3 separate regions of the Danio rerio genome follow, and regions 1 and 2 are each linked to region 3. Evidence: chromatin contacts called from public Hi-C and Micro-C data. All regions are on one chromosome and are shown on one strand. The core of a region is the stretch at or near the end of the contact, and the rest is flanking DNA. Distances in the headings are between cores, read along the strand shown. Region 1 holds the start of LOC101884756. Region 2 overlaps nedd4l (NEDD4 like E3 ubiquitin protein ligase). Region 3 holds the start of nedd4l (NEDD4 like E3 ubiquitin protein ligase).

Region 1 (2,700 bases), core at 14-2,513, 150 kb before region 3:
AACAGTAGGCTATCTCAAATAAACCTAGTTGGACTTTTTATCAGTGTAACATTATGTTAAGCTAACTATGCGTAAGTTCTTTCTGAGACCAGCGTTATACATTTTTATTAGATTTTTTACATACTTGAAATCTTTTCTCTCTTTTTTTTGGCTTGGCAATTGGGTTTAATTACACAAACAACGTGTCATGGGACATAAATATGCACAATTTGACCAATAATTCCTTTAAATAAATATAGGATGATGAGTAAATTAGCGTCTCAAAAACTGTTAACGTTAACTTACCTTCACCGTCGACGAACAAAGAATGGCACACATAAGTTAACGTTAAGTAACTGTAAACGTTAACGTTAGCTATAACAGACCCACCTCTGTTGTATACGTTAGCTCAGCATTATTTATTTTTCTTTCCAATGAATTTCACCATAAGCGTTTTATGTAGTTGTCGACGTTTATGGATTATTAATGACAAGGCAGCGCCGTAAAATTGTCTGTTGTTGAAGAATTGAATATGTCTCATTGGTGAACCGACTAGCAGAGTGGCGCAGCGGAAGCGTGCTGGGCCCATAACCCAGAGGTCGATGGATCGAAACCATCCTCTGCTAATTTTTTTCATGAGTTTTATTAATAACAATAATGACCGTAATAGAAAAATTGTAATGTTATGCACATTGTTTTCAACTCAGTATATTTTTATTTTAAATTAACCTAAATGTATTCGCTGCTTTATATGGAATTTTATAATATCCCCATGCACTATATATAGTTATACGTCTAATAAAAAGTTATGTTTTAATTTTAATGCGCTATTTCATTGTAAGTTATGATAAGAAAAAAAGGGTAAATAAATAATTCCTAAATTTATTGTAGAATACACAAACAATGTATTACGTTTGCATGTATCACAATTTTTGTCAAGTTTTATGCTTTTCTGTGTTTTTTTTAAAAATGAGCAAATAAACAGTAAACAGTCATCATACCAGTTTGTAGACGAGCGTGGATTCAGGATATCTTCTTTTGCCGTAAGTAAAGACAAACTGTATGTATCCAGATTAACTTCCCTCATTGATGTCATAATGTCGGTTATTAAAAGGCTATTTTATCCAATTCTTAACTCCAGTTAGAATTCTTTTAGAAAAAAGTGGCTAAAATAGCATGTACCATACAGAAGATCTCACAATATGTCCCGCTGAAAGATTAAAATAGCCAGCATTTGTCAATTGTATGCAAACTCTTTGGAAGCTTAGAGAAAAAACAAAAACCTTAAGCCACTCCTGCAGGGAATAAATATAGCGGATGGCATTGTTTCAAAGGTTAACCAAATCCCACCCATTCAACTGAAATTAAAAAAAGAATATTGAATTGATTATTATTCAGTTTTGAATGAATGATACGTTTTAAAAATAAACCATAGAATTCGCTTCCTGATGCGGTCAGCGTTTATTATAAACATGTATGGTCTTTATATTAGTGTAATCTATGTGGTTTTCAAACCTCAGGGACTTCAAGGTGCCACAAGGAGGTGCTATGGAGTCGGGGAAAATATTTGGAGAATAATGTCAAAGGAAATATAAATTCATTAATTTTCCTCCGGCTTTAAATTGTAATAATTAATTTATTCTTTTATTTTTTTTGGCATAGTCCCTTTATTCATCTGGGGTCCCCACAGTGGAATGAACCGCTAACTTATCTAGCTTATGTTTTACTCAGCAGATGCCCTTCTAGCTGCAACCCGAATTACCCGATACTGGAAAACAATTAAAATTGATTCATTCAATTACTTTTTGGCTTAGTCCTTTTATTTTTCAGGAGGTGCCACACCAGAATGAACCGCCAACTTATTATACAGCATATGTTTAACACAACAGAGGCCCTTCCAGCTGCAAGCCAGTACTGGGAAACAATTAAAATGTATTAATTCATTTACTTTTCGGCTTAGTACCTTTATGGGTCGCCTCAACAGAATGAACCACCAACTTATCCAGCATATGTTTTACACAGCAGATGCCCTTCTAGTCACAACCCATTACTGGGAAGCATCCATACACTCTCACATTATCACCTATTTTGCTGCAACTCAGTATTGGGAAACAATTAAAATATAAAAAAATAAAAAATATATATATAATTAATAAAATCTTTAAATAAGTTGAAAAATAAATAATAAATAATACAAAAAAAAACACATACGAATTAAACAATTTAAATTAAAATTAAAAACAAAAATTGATTACTGTAATATAAAACAAATTAGATAAAGTGAATTAGTACATAAACATTCTATAATTATATTATAATTTATATAATATTTAAATAAAAAAATAGGATGATCATCTGTGGGTCCATTATAATGAATCCATACACTCTAAAAAAATAAAGGTACATGAGCTGTTACTGGGGTGATGCCTTTTCAGAAGGTACATGTTTTACTTAAGGGTATATATATATCCTTGTCCTTGAGGTATTAACATGGACCTTTAAGGTACAAATGTACCATCTCGGTGACAGCGTGTGTACCTTTATTTCTGAGAGTGTATTGCACGCAAGTAGAGCAGCTCGAAGATCTGCATTCTTGAATGTTTATCTGTAAAAGAACGTGTCCCCCTAGCATTTAAATGTAAATTTAATATATTGAATATATTGAATTAAATATGTTGTTTGTTATAATTTTTTATTGAATGTGTTGTCAAAGTTCAATAA
Region 2 (2,700 bases), core at 119-2,618, 160 kb after region 3:
ATTTGGTTACTAATGCATTATATATGCATCACATTTTTTTCTTAACGTTTTGAAACAATAAAAGTATTATTTTAAATAATTACCTCGAATAAAATGTAGCTTTTACACACATACTCAGTATACACATACAAAACAAACTGATAGCCATACCAACACACCCATGTAAATATAATGAAATTATCGGAGTTCTTTCTGTGCTCAAAAGCAGAACCTGTGAAAATGTGACACAAAATTACAAATTTTGCTTTGCCTATTAACAAAGAATGCCTGTTTTTTTTTTACTGAAATGGCTCTGAGAATAAATATAGTTTGTCCTGAAGGGCCTGCAATACTTTTTTTTATCTGGTATTAAATACTGTAGGTTACTGAAGTCTATCCCAGATCAGTCGAGATTATACTGTGATCAATTTGTACTTTGTGTATGTTTTTTTTTAAATATTGCCCAGTCCCATATTTTATGAACTGCACTGTAATCTAACTGTAGATTGCCTTTATTTGCTTGCTTATTGTCTGTTAATTTAACCAAGTTTAGCTTTATATTTAATATATTAGTTTATTTATTTTATATTCATAATTTTTTTACATTTAGAACAAAAATAAATATGTATATATAATGATTTAATCAAATGTATGTGTCATATAAACATACTGTGCAAAATTCCTCTTCAAACATCACTTTTAACCATTACTGTGTTTCTTTTTATTAGTTTTAAGCCATTTTAAATATTTCAGAATCTGCTATTGAGTACATGCATTTATTTTGACCATGCATTTTTATATTAATAGACATATCAGGTAGATTTGAAGCCAAGCGGATCAGACATGGTTGTAACCAACGACAACAAGAAGGAATACATCGAGTGAGTGTTTGTTTCTCTTGCTCCATATGCAAAACCCTACAAATGGTATACATTATGTTTTATTAACAATATCCTTTTGTGACTCTGTACAGTCTGGTGATTCAGTGGAGGTTTGTGAACAGGGTCCAGAAACAGATGAACGCCTTTTTGGAAGTACGTGATCAGTTAAACAGTTTCCTGTAGTTCTAGCTGTTGCCACTAGGTGGAGGCAGAAGTTTGATTAACAGTAATAACAGCATTCCAGTGTGATATAATGATCATGTCTTATATCTGCTCAACAGGGCTTCACTGAACTCATTCCCATCGACTTAATAAAGATTTTTGATGAAAACGAACTGGAGGTATTGGCTTCCCACATTATACTCTGCTGTTTTTATTTTTAAAAAATAATCCTTTATAGCTAACACACTTATCAAAGTGTCTCTGTTTTGTTGAATGAATCATTTCTTCACTCATGCATTTCTCTCTGAGCTGGTGTTTGCACAGGGAGTGAACATCACACTTAATTTCATCGTTGCAGCAGATAATAAATAGATAAAAGATAAAACCATATACTGTGGGCTCAGTCTGACAGCCAGTAGAGAGTCTGCTGTATTATTTATAATGCAGTGTATTTGCTGCATGATTTCAGCAGAGTGAAACTGTTTTTGGAATACCTGATTTATATACAACATTTTAAGTGTTTGACACGTGTGTTTGTTTGGTTATTGGGGGAAGGGCTGCCTTTTTGTTTGCGTGTTTGTTTTTTTGGGATTTTTTTGTTTGTTTTTTGTATTTGGTTTAGCTGTTTTGGGGGTTATTTTGTGGTGGGGTGGGGGTGTATTTTTGTGTGATTTGTTTGTGTTTTTACTTTTTAGGGAGTAGTTGTTTTTTATGGGAAAGATGTTTTGTTTTTTGTTTTTGCATTTTGTTTTTATGGAGTTGTTTTTTTGGGTGGGCTGTTTTGTTTAGTTTTTTCAGGAGGTTTTTTCTGTTGTTTATGTGTGTCTGTGTTTTTTAATGATTTTTTTTTTTTTTTTTTTTTATTGGGGCTTTGTGTTTTGGGCTTTATTTTCATTTTTTTAATGGTCAGACTGCCAGCATGTGTAAGCTCTTTAGTTATGTAGTAGTTTTAAAACCAAATTCACAAGAAGGGCATAACATTTGTACAGCACATTATTATTATTATTCATATTATTATTAGATTTGCTTGCCATCAATAGTTGAATGTTACAACTTCTGCGAATGGGGTGAATGTGCTAGCTCAAATTTAGGTATAGAAACACAAATTCATAAAGACTATTTAGTTTCTGTTCATTACTTTCCTAATGCATGACAATATAATATTTACTTTTAAGTTATTGACCGATTATTAAAATTTCTAAAAAAATAATTATAATATACAGTGCTCAGCTTTTATAAGTACACCCCCCACAAATCTCTCATTTAAAATAATATTATCTATAAGATGATTTACAATATTATATTTGTGCATATATATTATTCAGTCTAATACCAAATCTGGAGCTAATCTAACAAAATAACCTACGTTAAGGGTTAAAAAAGTAGCTCAAATTTGTATGTGAGGGAAAAATATTAAATAACATTTTAAAAAATAGCAAAAACCAAAAGAAACTAAAAATATATATAAACCTTTGTCGGAATGTGGGTTGTAATTTTGTTTTGTAATATTTTGCATGAATGTTCGGTGACTAAAATTATATTTTAATAAATATATCTGTTTAATAAATCTGTTTTGTTTAAATGCACCAAAATATATTACCCATATTCCCAAAAAATGGATACAAATATTAATTTTCAAAATGGGGTGTACTCATTTATGCTGAGCACTGTACATTCA
Region 3 (2,700 bases), core at 171-2,670:
TATAATTATAAACAATCGATATTCTAAATAGTTTTATAAAAGCTCTTTTCCCACACAACAGCAGCAACATTCATAATAATAATAATAATAAAAATTTAAAAATTTAAAATAATAATACTAATAATAGTTTTTAATTATTTATTCATTTTATGTTAGGCTTAGTTCCTTTAATAATCAGGGGTCGCCCCAGCGGAATAAATCACCTTTTATGATTATTACAATTATAACAATAATTGTTATTATTATTCATTCATTCATTTTCTTTTTGGCGTAGTCCCTTTGTTAATCAGGGGTTGCCAGACCAGAATGAACCGCTTATTATAATTTTTATAATAATAAATAAATAAATAAATAAATAAATAAATAAATAAATAAATAAATAAATAAATAAATAATAATAATAATAATAATAATAATAATAATAATAATAATAATTATTATTATTATTATTATTATTATCGTTATTATTATTATTATTATTATTATTATTATTATTATTATTATTATCATTATTATTATTATACACCTGGATTTTTCTTAATTATTCAAATAAAGGCATGCCATTTTATGTTTATGGTTTCCCAGTGTTGTGTTGCAGCTGGAAGGCCATCCGCTGCGTTAACTATGTGCTGCATAAGTTGGTGGTTCATTCCACTGTGGCGAGCTCTGATTACCAAGCCAAAAAGAAAATGAATGAATGAATGGATTTTCTATATCACTTTATATTAGGCAACTTGAACGAACATTTATGTTTTGCCTTTGGGCAAAATTTGTTAGACTGTCTGACCCCCAAAAAGGCCTTCTTTCACAAACTTTTACCTCAAAATGTCTTAGTTTGATCCTCAAGTTCAGTTTAGTCTGTTAGGCATCACTTAAAGTCACGAGCAACAAAAGACCAGTAGCCTATAAACCAGCAGAAAACATCTTTTAGTTCCGTTCCTGTAGGCTATTTCACATGTACAATGACTCATGATACATAGCGATTGGACTTTGCCCAGTTTTGGATGTTAATCATAAATAAATGATCATGTTTTGACAGTGTCGCTTTTTAACTCTAGAGGGTGCAAGAACACTGCTAATATGAGTCCACTTAAACGGCTTTAAGATTCAAGAAGATTATCAATGGATCTTTATATTACTTAAGCAACAATAAATCATATACTTACATAATACACACACTCAGCTCCACTTATCAACATACGACATAGTTCAATGCCAATCTCATATCAGTCCTATATTGAGATGTAGGAAACTACCCATCCCTGATTACTCCACAAAAGTGTAACAACATAGCCCCGCCTACCGTCGACGCTAATTGGTTATTCCATCCTTCTTGAGTTTCGGAAAAGCTTGTGATTGGCGTAATATGTTGTCAATCATTTCAGCTGGGAGTGTTTCGGATCCTGAGAGGAAGTGAATGATTCGCGTTTGCACTTGACGAGGGGAAATCATATTGTTGGGGGAAATTAAGCGTGTATCCACCTAAATTCCGCCGTTAAATGAGATTAAACTGGCGGACGTACATCTTTAGGCACGATATGGTTTAAAAGGATAACCGTTTTTGGAGTCAGACTTCGTTGCTTTGGATTAACTTGGAGGTGGAGGAGGACACACTTTGCTATTGTTCCAGCTTTCACACTAGTGTGTGTGTGTTTTTGTGTATGTGTGTGTTAAATTGCCTTTTGGCTTTATGGCTACGAATTTTGAACCCATTTATGGACTTTCAGAGGATGAAGTAAGTACTGTTTTTTCAAACCACACCACCTTTAAGACACAGACATGTCTTCCACCATATTAATACTGTATGTTTATCATTTTTTCATAACCCATGTTGTGTGTTCCAGTATGACAGATGAGAGGGATACATTTTATAAAGCCTAATGTAATTTCATTGTTATAAATATTACAAATAAGAGGTTAGTAATTGTATCAAGCTCATCAGTTTTGTTATTCCCACATTTCCCTAAATTCCAGTGTTAGGTAATCAAGAACTGTCAGTTTCATTAAGCATAATATAATAATTGAATTATTCAAGTATACATATCAAAGTTAGCAAGTTTTCGAAGTCAACACAGACTTTTGCTTCACACATTTACATAACATTCAATGTAAAATCAAGTGTTCTATCCAGTTAAACTGTTATCAAATCCCTTTTAATACAAGTTACAGTCTGGTAATGTGCTGATTTTTATGATGGCACACTAAACTTTGTGCTGTATTGTAATTGAAATGTTTTGTTTGTTATGTTATTTTCTTTAATTATTGACCATGACACTCCAATTGACGGATTTTTAGATGTGTTTGTTTCTCCCTTAGGAAAGGTAATGTATTTAAAGCACATTTATAGTTTTATAATTACCTCGAATAAGCCAAATAAGAATGCATTATCATGATTTATGTCTAGTGACCAGGTGAAACCAGCGTTGCAGTGTTTCTTGTGATATTACAGCAGATTACGTACTGAAGAAACCACAAAACCCATGTTGTTTATCATAACATTAAGAGCCCTGGTGTAACCCCTGAAAATTCAGGTCAGCTGTCTTGAGAGTGGCCTTAGGAAGCAGGTGTTTGTGAATCATTTGGATCTATGTTGGTGCCTTTTAAAAATATTAAGGAATTGCTGTTTATTTTAGCTGGCACACTGGATCTATCTTGTAGTTTTCAATGCTAATGGTGATATGGTTCAAGGCTGCAAATTGT

The links. A called contact is a pair of places that touch in the nucleus more often than the background predicts.
Region 1: a Micro-C map of caudal fin shows a contact between it and region 3, with 12 times the contacts expected there. The contact joins the promoter of LOC101884756 here to the promoter of nedd4l in region 3. A contact is called at or near these places in 5 of 18 Hi-C or Micro-C datasets (caudal fin, embryo, hematopoietic stem cells and 1 more) and 2 of 4 datasets of contacts at active chromatin or transcription factors (caudal fin and gastrula embryo).
Region 2: a Hi-C map of embryo shows a contact between it and region 3, with 4 times the contacts expected there. The contact joins the enhancer-like site here to the promoter of nedd4l in region 3. A contact is called at or near these places in 7 of 18 Hi-C or Micro-C datasets (embryo, hematopoietic stem cells, skeletal muscle and 1 more) and 1 of 4 datasets of contacts at active chromatin or transcription factors (caudal fin).

What each region holds. Positions count from the first base shown.
Region 1 is chr21:12,566,119-12,568,818 of GRCz12tu, reverse strand. LOC101884756 reads right to left here and starts at 1,263. Exons shown (of 12, transcript XM_005173870.6): 1 at 981-1,263. The coding sequence starts at 1,075.
Region 2 is chr21:12,263,714-12,266,413 of GRCz12tu, reverse strand. It overlaps nedd4l (NEDD4 like E3 ubiquitin protein ligase), which reads left to right. Exons shown (of 31, transcript XM_682997.8): 25 at 787-860; 26 at 953-1,013; 27 at 1,142-1,201. All of the region lies in intron 2 of LOC141379988 (a long non-coding RNA gene), which reads right to left. Among named protein-coding and RNA genes, the nearest start is that of mir122, 18 kb to the right of the region's middle. Within about 2 kb of position 1,368, at least 4 of the 62 cell types and tissues checked have an H3K27ac peak or open chromatin away from gene starts, as enhancers often do.
Region 3 is chr21:12,419,371-12,422,070 of GRCz12tu, reverse strand. nedd4l (NEDD4 like E3 ubiquitin protein ligase) reads left to right here and starts at 1,420. Exons shown (of 31, transcript XM_682997.8): 1 at 1,420-1,735. The coding sequence starts at 1,691.